Regions from separate parts of the Sus scrofa genome. Here all the other regions are linked to region 1. The links are chromatin contacts, called in public HiChIP or PLAC-seq and promoter capture Hi-C maps. All regions are on one chromosome and are shown on one strand. The core of a region is the stretch at or near the end of the contact, and the rest is flanking DNA. Distances in the headings are between cores, read along the strand shown.

Region 1 (3,528 bases), core at 372-2,871:
CCTTATCAGAACTCCCTGCTAATAAATATTAACACCCCCTTTCTTACAGGAAAATGGTATATATTAACTCCATGATATTTGTCTACTACCTAGTGTCTGTTTCAATCATACTAAATGTAATTGCAACCATATGTAACATAATAAGGTTTACCAAAAAAAATTTTTTTAACTCACAATGTTTCCTTTATAAACATCTTGTTCTAAGGACAAAGAAAAGCTTGACTTGCTCAGGTTTTGAACATTTGGAACAAAACTTGCTTCTAGACAGTAAATCCACAAATTATCTGGGAAGAGTTCCCTGATTTGGAGGGGGCACTCTAGGCCGTGCAGGTGGGAATGACATTTGGGGGATTCAGCACCTGGGTTCTCCTTCAGGCTCAGGCCTGGACTTACCGGGTTAGATGCTATTATTCGAACATCTAACATGGGAAATAAATCTATCCAGTAATTTGAGCATGTAAAAATTAATAAAAGCCTACACATTTAAATAAAAACACACGAACTATTTCTAACTACAAGATTACCTATCTCAGGGAAGTCCCCTCGTGGCACAGCGGAAACGAATTGGACTAGGAACCATGAGATTGCAGGTTTGATCCCTGGCCTCACTCAGTGGGTTAAGGATCAGGCATTGCTCTGAGCTGTGGTGTAGGTTGCATTCGCGGCTCCGACCTGGCATTGCTGTGGCTCTGGAGTGGGCCGGCAGCAACAGCTCTAATTGGACCCCTAGGCTGGGAACCTCTATATGCTGCGGATGCGGCCCTAAAAAAGGAAAAAAACCCCAAATATTACCTATCTCTGGCGGAGGGCTTCGACCCTCCATTTGACGTCACTATTAAATGATGTGCTTAGACGTAATGCGTTGTCAATCTTTGCTTGAACCCTAGGATTCAAGCCACAGAATTGCGGGCCACAGAGCTGGAGTCGTCAAAGGTGTACTTTAGAAAAATTTGTGTCCGTTTAAAAACTTTTTTTTCTTTCTTTCTTTTTTTTTTTTTTGGGCCGCACCTGCAGCATATGGAAGTTCCCAGGCTAGGGGTCCAATCTAAGCTGCAGCTGTCGGCCTACACCACAGCCACAGCAATGCCAGATCCAAGCCGCGTCTGCGACCTACACCATAGCCAGAGCAATGCGGGATCCTTAACCCACCGAGCGAGGCCAGCAATCAACCCGCATCCTCATGGATACCAGTCGGGTTCCTAACGCGCTGAGCCACAAGAAGAACTCCTAAAAACTTTTTTTAATGTTCACACTCATTCCCATTACTGGGAGCCAAACGCAAACTTCCCGTGTGAAAGTCCAAATCGAGGGGGATACAGGGATGTATTTTCCTTTTCACAGACCAGATCCGCAATCGATTCTTGCCGGTCTGCTTCCAAAGCTCTGACTTAAATACTAAACGCTTTACTCGGTCTCTCTCTACCTCCACCTGTGCGTCCCGCTTCCTCCAGAAACCGCCAAATCCCATTAAACCCTACCCCTACCAACCACGTACGGTCCCCATAGGCTCCTCGTGCCGTCCGGGTTCCCACGCTCTGCAGCCTTCAGTAATCTCTTCGGATTCTGTAAAGCCCCGCCCTTCTCCTCTCCCCAGTGTAGTCTTCCGCTCGCGACTGCCCCACCCCACCTGGTTGTTTGGTTGGCCAGCGCCCTCGTCGGACGTCATTTACCCGCGCCACCCGGAAGCCGCGGTTCTTACCAGCCGCTCCTTTTGCCGGCGGCTCTCAGGTAACAGCCGCGTTTGGGTGTCCCTGGGTGACGGAGACCCTGAATTGGGAGGGGGAGAAAGCTCACCCCCCCCCAGCACGAGCCGGACGATCCTACTCCCACCGTTGAGAGGGTGCAATTGTACTGTGCTGGAGGCCAAACTGAGTGGTCAACGTGCTCTTCCCCCTCCCCATTCCTCAGGAGCCCATCATGGCGACGCCCCCTAAACGGCGGGCAGTGGAAGCCACGGCGGAGAAAGTGCTGCGCTACGAGGCTTTCATCTCTGACGTGCTGCAGCGGGACCTGCAGTGAGTGACAGAACAGGGGGGCGGGGTGCTTGCCGCGGTCCACGTGGTGAGCGGGGCGTTCGAAGTAAGGGCCTAGCCTTCTGATTGGTGGGCCAGGCATTCGGAGCCCGGCCCCGCGCGCCTTTCGAGCGGGAAGGAGGGGCGATGTCCGGGGTGCGACGGGGGTGGAGACCGGGCGGTCTTAGCGGAGAGTGTGCTGGCGCATGCGCGGCCTCTGAAGGCGCTTAAGGATTGAGAGCGAGAGTTCTGAAGCCAGAGTTTCCAGGTTGGAATCCTGGCTTGGCCATTTCGCTTTCCATGTGAATACGTTGTACCTCGCTTTGACTTTCTGTGCCTCAGTTTCCTCATCTGTGAAATGGGGAAATAAACAGAACCTTCGTCATGCAATGGTTTTGAGTTTTCAATGTGTTCAGTTCTAAAGGATTTAACTTGGATACTAGAGGGTCAGTGAGTATGAAAAATTACTGGTATTATTAATCTGAGCAGGAAGTACAGTGTTCAGGTCTAGGATTATGAGCATCCTAAAAGGGATGGAGGATATTTCTAGAGTAAGAATGGGAGAGTGTGATTGGAGGAAGGCATTTGGGAGTGTAATAATAATACTAATAAATAATAGCTAACACATTTATAAAGCTTCCTGTTTGGCAGACACTGTTCTAAATGCTTTATAGTAAACATTCATTTAATCTTCCTAATGACTCTATGAGGTAATATTTGTCATCCCTGTTTTATTAGACAGGGAAATTGAGACCCAAAGAGGTTACTCACTTGCCAAAGTCACCCAGCTAGTAAAAAGGAAAGCCTGCATTCAAACCAAAGCAGTCTGACCCAGAGTCCTAAACTGCTTCTTTAGGGCATGGTGACAGGAGAGTGTCAGAGAGTCATGATATGAGGTATTTCAAGAGGGACAGGCCTCCTCTTGGTCACCATTTTACTCTTGTCCCATCAGAAAGGTGCTGGACCATCGTGACAAGGTATATGAACAGCTGGCCAAATACCTTCAGCTGAGAAATGTCATTGAGCGACTCCAGGTAAAGATGCCAGGGTTAGGTATACCTTCTTTATGTGGGCAAAGGAGGGGGAAGAGAGGAGAGACCCCAGACCAAAACTCGTCACCTGACCTAAAAGTTGACCACTGACCCCTACCTCTTTTTCCCTGGCCCCACAGGAGACTAATCACTCGGAGTTATATATGCAGGTGGATTTGGGCTGTAACTTCTTCGTTGACACAGTGGTGTGAGTGTCTACCCACCCCCTCTGAGCCCACAGGGTTCAGTTTCCCCTTTCCTTCATTCAGCAAATATTTTTTGAGTATTTGCTACAGACCAGACACTAGGTGCTGGAGATGTGACAGTGAATAATATAGGAGAAAATCCCTGCCCTCCTAGAGCTTCAAATTTGGGGAAGGTGGGGGGATGGGAATTTTTTTTTTTAGATCTTAAATAAACCATGTGGTATGCTGAACAGCGATAAGGACTTCCCCCCTTCCTCTAACTACTGTTTCCTCAGCCCA
Region 2 (3,528 bases), core at 452-2,951, 470 kb before region 1:
GAATTTCTTTCTTTTTTTTTTTAGGGCCGCACCCGAAGCGGCATATGGAGGTTTCCAGGCTAGGGGTCAAATCGGAGCTGTAGCCGCCGGCCTACACCACAGCCACAGCAATGCCAGATCCGAGCCACGTCTGTGAACGACACCACAGCTCATGGCAACGCCGGAGCCTTAACCCACTGAGTGAGGCCAGGGATCGAACCCGCGTCCTCTTGGATACTAGTCAGGTTCATTAACCGCTGAGCCACAACGGGAACTCCAGAATGTGAGAATTTCAACATGTCAGAATCCCCAAGCCCTGTAATGTGATACTTTGGGATACGTGGTACTTTCCATGACCCTGTGACATCAGCATTTCAGGATCATAACCTTGGGATGTAGACATTTCAGGATCCCGAGTTCCGAGAACTTCAGCCTTCTGGAGTCTCAGAACCCAAGAATACCAAAAGGCTTGGGTTGGCAGGATGTGGCATTGTGGTTGGCAGGATGTGGCTTGGCGAGGTGCAGCATGGGGTGGTTGGGTGTCGTAAGACGTGATATGGAAGGAAGGGCGTTTAGCCTGGTGGGATGTGGTAGGCTGGACGTGTTGGAGCCTGGCTTGGCTTGGCAAGATGTGGCAGGATTAGGTGTGGTTTGGTAGGGATGGAACGTGGCAGGTGTGATAGGGCCTGGCGTGGTGGCCCGTGTGGTGGCAGGCACTTACCAAGCCTCCAGAGGAGGCGGCAGGCGAGGCAGATGGCAAGGAGCAGCCAGATCTGGTCAAGGCCCTGCTGGGCAGTAGGCAGGAGACAGCCCTGCAGCAGCTGCTGGAAAAATTCCTGGCGGCTGAAGGTAGCCATTGCGGACCCCCACGGATGGATGGACAGATGGATAGACCTGCCAAAGAGGGGGCACAGAGGGAGCTAGCTGGGATGTCCATGGGGGCAGAGGAGGCTCAAGGAATGGGCTTGAGTACACAGATTTCAGTTTGGGGCTGTCCAACCCTTGTAGAGATAGGGTACCAGGGGGCTGGGGGAGGGTGTGAGTGCCAAGTTGACTGAGCTGCCAACTGTGTGTGTGTGTGTGAGGTGTCCTGGGTGCACACACACAGCCCATGACCTGCCGTGAATGAAGGACCTGTATTTCTCGTATGCTGGGAACAGTCCGGGTCCGATGGTGATTGAATGGTGTACATTCTAGGCCCGTATATCAAATTGGGGGGCTCCCTGGTTTCCAAGGTAGAGTCACTCTGTGTGGAGGGCAGAGAGGGAGATCCTGTGACACTTGGGGGCCGTGTGCATCTCTCCTTGAACGGATGTGGGGGGTGTCCTGTATCCCCCGCGCGCCCCATCCCACCCCCACCCGGCCTCTCCCGGCCGCCAACAAAGCCCTGCCCAGGCCCAAGGGCTGCAGGGAGGTGGAGGTGGTGGTTAGGGACACAGCAGGAGGGGGAGTCGGAAAGGTGATGGAGAGGGGGCCCTAGCACACGCGCTGCAGACCCGCAAGGGGAGGCCGGCTCGGGATGGGAGCGGGAGAGCCGCGCGTGCACTACCGGTGACCTACCTGGCAGTAAGGAAGCTGCGGTCCAGGGGGCCGGGGACGCGCCGCCGCCGCCGCCACTGTCGCCGCCTCCTCCGGGCAGCCTCCCCCGCAGGCCGCAAGGCCGGGACCAGCTGCGGCTCCCAGGGCGGTGCGGAGAGCGGGCCCTTTAAATCCCGGGGAGGCCCGGCCGGCCCTCTCGGCCAATGAGAGGACAGGAGCGGGGCGGGGACGGAGGAGGAGGGGAGCGGGAGGATTGAGGGAAGGAGGAGTGGGAGGTTGAGGGGAGCGGGGCGCGGGAGGACGTCGGCGGGCGGAATGTTGGCTCCCGCACCTCTCCGACCTCTTGGTGTGCCAGTCCCTGAAGGGTCGTGTCGGGCGGTCCAGCAACACACTCTCCGATCGCCAAATTCCTAATCCTTGGAAGCCGAGATGGGAAAGATGGGGGAGGGAGGAGGGGAAGCCCGCTCCCTCTCCCAGCCGTCTCGCCCCCGAAACTGCCCACCCGCGCACGTCTTCGTGACACTGTGGTGCCCCCGTTTCACGGATGGGAAAATAAACCGATGTCTCGCTGTTCCCATCCTTTGAGGGAACTATGGGAATTTCTAACCCTCCCCGCCACCAGGGATCGGCCAGAAACACTTACAAGTACTGACTCTGTCACCAAGGAGCACGAATTAGGCGCCTGTACTTTCCCCATAGGGACTTCTGGTGCGCACTTAGCTTGTCGTTGAGAACTGATTTGCCTGCTAACTTCTCCACCGGACTCACCTCTGCATTGAGGGTGACCCTGGCAACTATTGAGTATTCCCTATGAACCAGGAGGCTAGTAGGGAGCACCGATTGGGAGTATGTATAAAGCGCTTACAGCATCTCCCAACAATGGCTTATATTGGGCTCTCTCTGCGCCAACTCTGAGGATTTATGCAGCACTTGCTGTCTAGCCTCCCTTACCCTGCAGTGTCTGGACACTCCACTCTGCCCTTAGGGTGTGAGGGGCTTTTTACCAAAGGAGCATTTCTTGGGCACGGACTGCATACTTAGCTATCAAGTGGAGGGGAGAAGGAAGCCAAGGTCAAGTTGAACCCCACCCTGACCTGAGGAGCTAAGGAAAACAGGTTGTAAGGAGATTAATGCCTGCCTGTGTGGAGCTGGGCTAGCCATGCCCACTCCCTGGGCTTCTGTGTCTCTTTCTGTTAAACAAAAGGATGGGATTAGCAGTTCTTTGCTTGGAAATACCAATGGTAATTGAACAAAAATGTATGTCTCCTCTCTTTGAAAAAATGTTAACATGGGAGTTCCCTTGAGGCACAGTGGGTTAAGGATCCATGTTGTCCCTGCAGCAGCCTGGCTCGATGCTCTGGTGCAGGTTCCATCCCTGGCCCAGGAACTCCCACACGCCACAGGTGTGGCCAAAAAAAACCCAAAAAACAAACAAACAAACAAAAAAAACGGAGTTAAATGGAGTTTAACATGAAGTTAAATGGGGTTTTAACTCATAAATTAATATATATTCATATACGACAAATGAAAAACTTTTAACACAGTAAGACTATCTACCTATCATCTACCTACCTATCTACAGTTGACCCTTGAACAGCGAAGTTTTGAAGGTTTGATCTGCACAGATCCACTGATGATAGGTGGATTTTTTTTTTTTTTTGTCTTTTTGCCTTTTCCAGGGCTGCTCGTGTGGCATATGGAGGTTCCCAGGCTAGGGGTTGAATCGGAGCTGTAGCCTCCGGCCTATGCCACGGCCACAGCAATGCGGGATCCGAGCCCCGTCTGCGACCTATACCACAGCTCACGGCAATGCTGGATCCTTAACCCACTGAGCGAGGCCAGGGATCGAACCCGCAACCTCATGGTTCCTAGTCAGATTCATTAACCCCTGAGCCACGACAGGAACTCCAATAGGTGGATATTTTTTGATAATAAACACTGCAGTGTTCATCTTTGGTTGGTTGAATCCTTGGATGTGCAGGAACCGTGGATACGGAGTGCTGACTATGA
Region 3 (3,528 bases), core at 367-2,866, 430 kb before region 1:
GATCCCACTGAATGCACAGCCTGAAGGACCCCGCCACTGAGCTCTCAGGCTCCATCGCTCACCCCACAGATACCCCAAAAAATCCCACAAGAGATGACCTATTACTGACCCTGTTGCCCTGCCACTGCTGTCACTCACACACCACAAATTAAACCCTGCAACTCTCACTATCGACCCTTCTTTGCCCACCTGATCCTCAATAACATCTCACAGTCTCTCTGGCTGTCCTCACTGCCCCTAGAGTCCCAGAGCCCTACGAGCCCCCATTCATCCCTTGCTTTCACCCCTGTTATCCTCATACTACCTCACTGCGCCCCCCCCATTTCCTTAATCTCTCTCCTGAAATGATTATGTCCTCAATAATTCCTTTATCACGACCTCCATATCGCGCCCCCCCCCATTAATGTCTGGAGGACCATGGCCTATTAGTTCCCCATTAAGCCCTCAATTACTATGATTTCTCAGCCCCCATTCACTTGGTCCTCCCACTGATCCTTCACAGCCTCTAGCAACTGTCATTACCACACTCACATTAAGCCCTGATCATACATAAGCCTCCCATTCTCTCCTCACTGCCCACCTTTCCATGCCCCCCTAATGATCACTTGATGAGGACACCCAACGACTTACTCTTAGCTATTACGCTCTCTTTGCTCACTCTGTTCCCATTAATTCCTCAATGACCATGCCATGATCACCCACTAAAATCTTTTGATTACAACACTCCTTTGGCCTCTTATTCTCTCTTCTTTGATCACAACTCCCATTAGCTCCTTGATCATGACCCTCATTGGCCTCTATTATTCCCTCCCCGGCCTCATAGTAATTGAATTGTCCTTCCAATTACTATGCCCCATCGCTTTTCATTAATCCTCTGAATATGCTACCTCCGTCAGTCCCTCAGGGATCACACTTCTACCTGCTTCCCATTATCCTCAAGGTGCCCCTGTACTATCCTCCCATGAATTAATGAATGCATCCCCACTGGCCCCCATGATCACATCGACTAAAACACGTCTATCAGCCCCCAGTGATTCCCCAATAACACACCCTCGCAGCCCACCCAACCCTGACACCCACCCATCAACGGCCCTCGGGCTACACCTCCCGGCCCCTCCTCCGCATTACCTCAAAGCCCAAGTCCCCACTGGGACTACAAGACCCCTTTCAAGGCGGCTCCACCGGTATTTGGACCCCTGCCCGCCCCCAGCCCGCCCCGCCTGAGTGGGTCCCCTTATCCAAACCTTGGGTCTGGAGCCTCCCCGGTGCCAGCTTCCCGGACTACGCAGCGGCAGCGCCGCCGAGAGCGAACTTCCCCCCTTCCCTCACCGGCCGGACAGCGCAGGCGTGCCTCAACCGTCTCGGCCGGGACCCAAGTCCTCCGCCCCCCAGGGCCTACCTTAAACTTTCTACGTAGGGAAAAGCCGGACGAAGGAGGCCGGTCCGCGAGCAGCCCGAGCTTGCGCGAGAGCGCAAACCGGTGAGAAATCCAAGGGCTTCAGTTTGGGTTCTTAGTTGGTCCGGACGTCTCTCGCGCATGCCTAAGGGCGACCGGAGCGTGGCAAGACTGTCATCGCGGAACGCGGAGGGTCGCGCGAAGCCAGGGCCGGACCTGAACTTACCACGTGAATTCCGTCATCTCGCGCCGACGTAGCCGGTCTGGCGAACTGCCGTTCCCAGCATGCAATGGGCGCGAGCAAAGCCGCCGAAGTCGCGCGCGGCGTGGCCGAAACGTCGCGAGGAGGGGGAACGGTTCTTTTGTTCCAAGGCGAAAATTAACGTACTCTCCGCCCCTCCCTTCTTGGGAGATGGCGGTCCTCGGGCCTTTGGACTACATTTCCCAAGATGCAACGCGCACGCCGGCACCTATTCCCTTTTCGCCTGCCTGGAGGTATAATTACCGCCAGGGTCGAGAAGTAGAGAGGAAGGCAAGTGCGTTAATTAAGTGCGCGAGCGCGGTGAGGCTGCTCCCCTGCAATTTCAAATCCCACTTCCTCTCACTAATAGCGCCCCCTGACTGTTACCGTCTCAGGACTTCGGTTTCTCCATTTGTAAAATAGGGATAATAAATAGTACAGACTCCGCAGAGAGTTACTGGGAGATCTAAATAGGTGTAGTGCAGCACGCTGTCCTTCTTTGTAATTCTGTGTTCTTCAAACACTTTTAAGTCAGACCTAGAAAAAAAGACTGCATCGCGACCCAGTGCACAAGCAAATATAGTAATGGAAACATTTATTATAGAGTTTCCCATGTGCCAGGCACTCTTCTGAGTGCTTTCGGTGGTGTGCTGGTAAATGGTTAACAATCAGCTCTTTAGGTGGAGAGGGAGAGGAAGCCCCGATCTCTAACATTTGCCAGTTTCCATGGTTTTACATACTATCATCTTGTCAAATTTCAACTTACCAAGGTGTAGTCACGGAACCCAGGGTCTGGAAGAGCTGCAGTGGTGCACCACTGTGTATTATTTCTACCATACAGTTAAAAATGGGGTAAATGACCTCGGGAGCACAGACATCATGAAATACAGTAAAATAATAACGAGGAAGTGGTGAACTTTGAGTATCACCTTTTTAAAATCGAATTTATTTAATTGTGAGTTTATGTCACTTCATTTGAAATACTAGCTGTGTTTAACGACCAGTTTGCAGAATTCCTGAAAACGGAACAGGCAGCTCTGCAAACTTATAGGTACCAGTAGGTTCCAGTGCACGACTGAACCCTTTCCATTAACATAATCCTTCCCTTGCAACCTCCATTATGAGATGACTACTGCAATTATAACCAGTTTCCAGATGAGGAAGAGGAGATAAAGGAGGATATATATGTATTTATATTATTATCTTAGCTATATAAACATACATCCCATTTATTATGTGATAATATAAAAATATAGTGATGTTTAATATTTACTAGTATATGTTATATATTAGTAAACAAATATCCCATTATATGTAAACATAAGGAAATGGATAATATAGTTATGCATTTTGTATTGTGTATGTATAAAATACACACATCATCTTATATAAATGTATATGATGGAGTTCCCATCGTGGCGCAGTGGTTAACGAATCCGACTAGGAACCATGAGGTTGTGGGTTCGATCCCTGGCCTTGCTCAGTGGGTTAAGAATCCGGCGTTGCTGTGAGCTGTGGCGTAGGTCACAGATCCAGCTCGGATCCCGGTTGCTGTGGCTCTGGCGTAGGCCGGTGGCTACAGCTCTGATTGGACCCCTAGCCTGGGAACCTCCATATGCCACAGGAGCGGCCCTAGAAAAGGCAAAAAGATAAAAAAAAAATGTATATGCTGATATATATAGATGTGTGTGTGTAACTGCCAGTATCTATATACATGTGCTTACTAAAAAACTGTGCTGGGAGTTCCCTTTGTGGCGCAGTGGAAACGAATCCCACTAGTATCCATGAGGATGTGGCTTTGACCCCTGGTCTCCAGTGGGTTAAAGATCCCGAGTTGCTGTGGCTGTGGTGGAGGCCGGCAGCGTCAGCTCTGATGCGACCCCTAGGCTGG
Region 4 (3,528 bases), core at 665-3,164, 410 kb after region 1:
GAATCACGACCAGGGGCTCCAGTGGATGAGAGCCGGACACAAAACCCTTTAGATCTGGCAAAGGAGCCAGGGTTATACACTGGTATCCACAACAGATAGGGAACAAACTCAACAGAGTCAAGCCCCGAATAACTAGGGGCCAAAATCACAGACAGGAATCCAGGGTAAATACAAGCCATAATCATCCACTGAGGCCCCCTTTCACAGGATGAGCGTCAGAGTAACAGATACGAAACACCCTCTTCCCCCACCCCCCACCCCCGCAAAGAAGGGACACTAAGTCTTACACACGTTCCTTGCACTTCCTCCCACCCAGTAAGTGGATTAGGGCCAGTTGTAAGAAGACTTTCTGGGATAAGGACCCCTCCCCATGGATAAGGACCAGGGTTACGGACACACGATCCGAGGATAGAGACCCCAGTCATACGTTCTCCCTCCTCCCCCACTCAAGAATAAGGACCAGAGCCACCAAACACTTCCCCGTGGATAGGTAAGTACCAAAGTCACACAGGAGAGCAGACAGCACACTTCCTATAGATAAAAACCAAAGTCGCAGACACTCGCCTCCCACGGATAAAGTTCGGCGTCGCAGACACACTAAGCCACAGTAACCCACTCCCATCCGTCCCTCCCTTCCCCCAACCCGCGTGCACCCATCCTGTGTCCCAATCGCGCACGCGCCTCTGCTCTCAAAAGGAGAAAAACAAAAAACAACAACAAAAAAAGACACCCCCTCCCGAGCACAGACCGTGTGAGCATCGGGGGTTCTGCACGAAAACCCAAACCTGCCGCCCGCAGTTCGCCCTCGCGCCTCCTCTACGCGTTCCCCCCCCCACCCCCGCCCCCGGTCCCTTACCTCCGCCCCCACGACCAGCGTCGACGCTCACCTTCTCGGCCCGGGCTGTCAAGGGAGGGCTCCCGGACATCACCTCGGCCCGCCGCCACCTCCTCCAACTCTCCCAGCTCAGCCGGAGCCGGTCCGCGCAACGACCCAGTCCGAGGCTGAATGCGGAAGGGCGGAGGACTGGGGAGGGAAGGAGCGCCCAGGCGCGCTGCCCTCCCCGGGCAACTCACTGCCGCCTACTCCCAGCCGGCCGCGATCACCAGCACAAAATGGCGACGACGAGAAGGGAGCCGGCGCTTCGACCACCATCCACCTACTAAGGGAGCGCGCTCTGGCCGGCCCCGTCTATTGGTCGCCGTCCTTCGTGGGCCAGCCCTGGCCTGCTCTGATTGGCAAGCGCATGCCACCACCCCGCTCCCCGTGCGAACGCCCGCAAGTCGAGAAAAAGAGTAGCTATTGGCCAATCCGGCGAGGCCCGCTTTTTAGAAGCTCGGCTTCCTAGGAAGATGAAAGACCAGCGGAAGCTCCGCCCCTCTCGCCAAAGGGCACGGGAACTCTCCTCGAGATTGGTTGGGGACTGCATCCACCCAAGTGTCACCGTTTTCTTCTCGTCAAGAAAATAAGCAGCCTTTTCGGCCAGAAATTCCACAGCCTGACCGAGAAGATAGGAAGCTGGTTGCTCCCGTGAGGCCATGACAGAGGGAGGGAAAGAGGACGTTTGAAAACAAAATCCCAACTCGGGACCTATTTAGTGCGGCGGGGGCGGAGCGACAATTCTCGCGCTCAGGCCCAACTGCAGCTGCGCAGAGTCACATTTCCGTCCCCGCCCCCGCGAGCCTGCAGAACGAGCTGTCATGGCGGCCGGGGTGTTAGGTTTGTGCGCTCGCCGCCTTTTAGCAGCAGCGGCGACGCGAGGGCTCCCGGCTGCCCGTGTTCGCTGGGAGTCCGGCTCCTCCAGGGCTGTGATCGCCCCGTCCGCTCTGGTGGGAAAGCGGCCGCCGGAACCGACTATACGCTTGCAGGAGGACCCAGATCCGGAGGACGAAAACCTCTATGAGAAGGTGAGAGGGAGGGGAAACGGGACGCCGCAAGGGTCAATCGGGGACCTGCGGACGGGGCGCCGTAGAGGACGTACTTAGTCGGCTGAGGATTGCGCAGCTGGCAAAATCCTCAAAGATTTGGGAGTTCTTTCTAGCTCCTTTTCCTCCTTTGTCCCCTGATAACCTTCGGTTCAGGGCCAGAGGCGAGACTGACCTTATTTTCCAGACAGATATCAAACCTGAAATGAGCAGTATACCATAACAGCAATAATATTAAACACTGATACGGTCCTTGCTCAGGTGTTCGAAACACTTTATAATATTAACTTATTTAATCCTCAAAACAGCCCTATTTCGAGGTAGGTACTATTAATATACCCATTCTGCAGATGAGGAAACTGAAGCATGAAGGTGTTAAGTGACTCCTCCAAGCTCACTTAACTGAATGTGTGGCAGAATCAGGTCTGCTGTGCTATCCTGTTAGCAGAGACTGAAATCAGAATGCCTGAGTTGGAATACAGGCCCTGATAGTTACTTACATATGTGACCTTGGGCGAGTAGCTTAACCCCTTGGTGCTTCAGTTTCTTTGAAAGATGGGGAAAGTATTAGGACACTTTCTAAAAAATAAAATATTACACCTGCCTCGTGTAATTAAATGAGTCAGAGTGCTCAGAACAGCAATTGGCACTTATTAAGTACTCACCATTAGAAGCTGTTAATTATTCTTGCCACTTTCCACCTTACCAGGATATTGTGCAGTTTGTGCTTGTGAAAAGGCCTGGCACGTGATAGATGCTTCATCAATACTAACCTTTGGTTGAGGAGCTTGGCTCTGTAGGATGCTTATTCATTTATATATTAATTCTGTAAATATGTATTGAAGGCCTGCTGTGTGCCAGGCTAAGTTCAGGGTGCTAGGGATTCAGCCACATGGGAGTTAGATAAAGCCCTTGCTTTCACAGAGCATACATGATAGCAGAGAACAGGGAAAATAAATGTATAGAATATTAGAAAACAGTGATATAGAGGAATTCCTGTCGTGGCTCAGTGGTTAACGAATCCGACTAGGAACCATGAGGGTGCAGGTTCGATCCTTGGCCTTACTCAGTGGGTTAAGGATCCGGTGTTGCTGTGGGCTGTGGTGTAGGTCGAAGACGTGGCTCGGATCCCAAGTTGCTGTGGCTGTGGTGTAGACCAGCAGCTACAGCTCTGATTGGACCCCTAGCCTGGGAGCCTCCACATGCCGTGGGAGCGGCCCTAGAAAAGGCAAAAAGATAAAAAAGAAAAAAAACCCAGTGATATAAAGTATGCAATCAATAATATAAGATAATGTGATCAGAGGATTTGGGGGCTATACTGCTTTGGCAAACAAGTAAATGCTAGAAAGACTGTTAAGCAAGATAAGTGAATGGATAGTGACTTGGGGTAGGGAGTTATTTTATTAGTTTGAGCCATAGGAAATTGCCAATATTCAATAATTTTTGACCTGTTAAAAATGTCAGTTTGCTCTAGCTCAACTTAATAGACAAGGTGACTAGGAAATGCCTCCTGAGGGGAGCGATGATGAAGCCAAAACCTTGATTGAGGAGGCAGATCCAGCCACAGCTAGGTCGGCGGGAAAAGCTTTCCCAGCAGAGGAAAGA

The links. Promoter capture Hi-C pulls out the DNA fragments that hold promoters and counts their contacts. HiChIP or PLAC-seq counts read pairs in DNA pulled down with a chosen protein or histone mark.
Region 2: a contact with region 1 is called in a promoter capture Hi-C map of fetal liver, with 3 times the contacts expected there. The contact joins the promoter of PORCN here to the promoter of UXT in region 1. A contact is called at or near these places in 1 of 5 promoter capture datasets (fetal liver) and 1 of 47 Hi-C or Micro-C datasets (embryonic fibroblasts).
Region 3: a contact with region 1 is called in a promoter capture Hi-C map of liver, with 4 times the contacts expected there. The contact joins the promoter of FTSJ1 here to the promoter of UXT in region 1. A contact is called at or near these places in 1 of 5 promoter capture datasets (liver) and 2 of 47 Hi-C or Micro-C datasets (heart right ventricle and liver).
Region 4: a contact with region 1 is called in an H3K27ac HiChIP or PLAC-seq map of alveolar macrophages. The contact joins the promoter of RBM10 here to the promoter of UXT in region 1. A contact is called at or near these places in 1 of 5 promoter capture datasets (liver) and 1 of 2 datasets of contacts at active chromatin or transcription factors (alveolar macrophages).

Annotation. Positions count from the first base shown.
Region 1 is chrX:42,182,224-42,185,751 of Sscrofa11.1, reverse strand. It overlaps UXT (protein UXT), which reads left to right and starts at 1,621. Exons shown (of 7, transcript XM_003135055.5): 1 at 1,621-1,728; 2 at 1,909-2,015; 3 at 2,965-3,046; 4 at 3,184-3,251; 5 at 3,525-3,528. The coding sequence starts at 1,918.
Region 2 is chrX:42,651,869-42,655,396 of Sscrofa11.1, reverse strand. PORCN (protein-serine O-palmitoleoyltransferase porcupine) reads right to left here and starts at 1,701. Exons shown (of 14, transcript XM_013990893.2): 1 at 1,540-1,701; 2 at 701-873. The coding sequence starts at 836.
Region 3 is chrX:42,607,912-42,611,439 of Sscrofa11.1, reverse strand. FTSJ1 (FtsJ RNA methyltransferase homolog 1 (E. coli)) reads right to left here and starts at 1,616. Exons shown (of 13, transcript NM_001184755.1): 1 at 1,400-1,616.
Region 4 is chrX:41,771,618-41,775,145 of Sscrofa11.1, reverse strand. RBM10 (RNA-binding protein 10) reads right to left here and starts at 1,914. Exons shown (of 24, transcript XM_021080368.1): 1 at 888-1,914. It overlaps NDUFB11 (NADH dehydrogenase [ubiquinone] 1 beta subcomplex subunit 11, mitochondrial), which reads left to right and starts at 1,267. Exons shown (of 3, transcript XM_003135056.4): 1 at 1,267-1,905. The coding sequence starts at 1,699.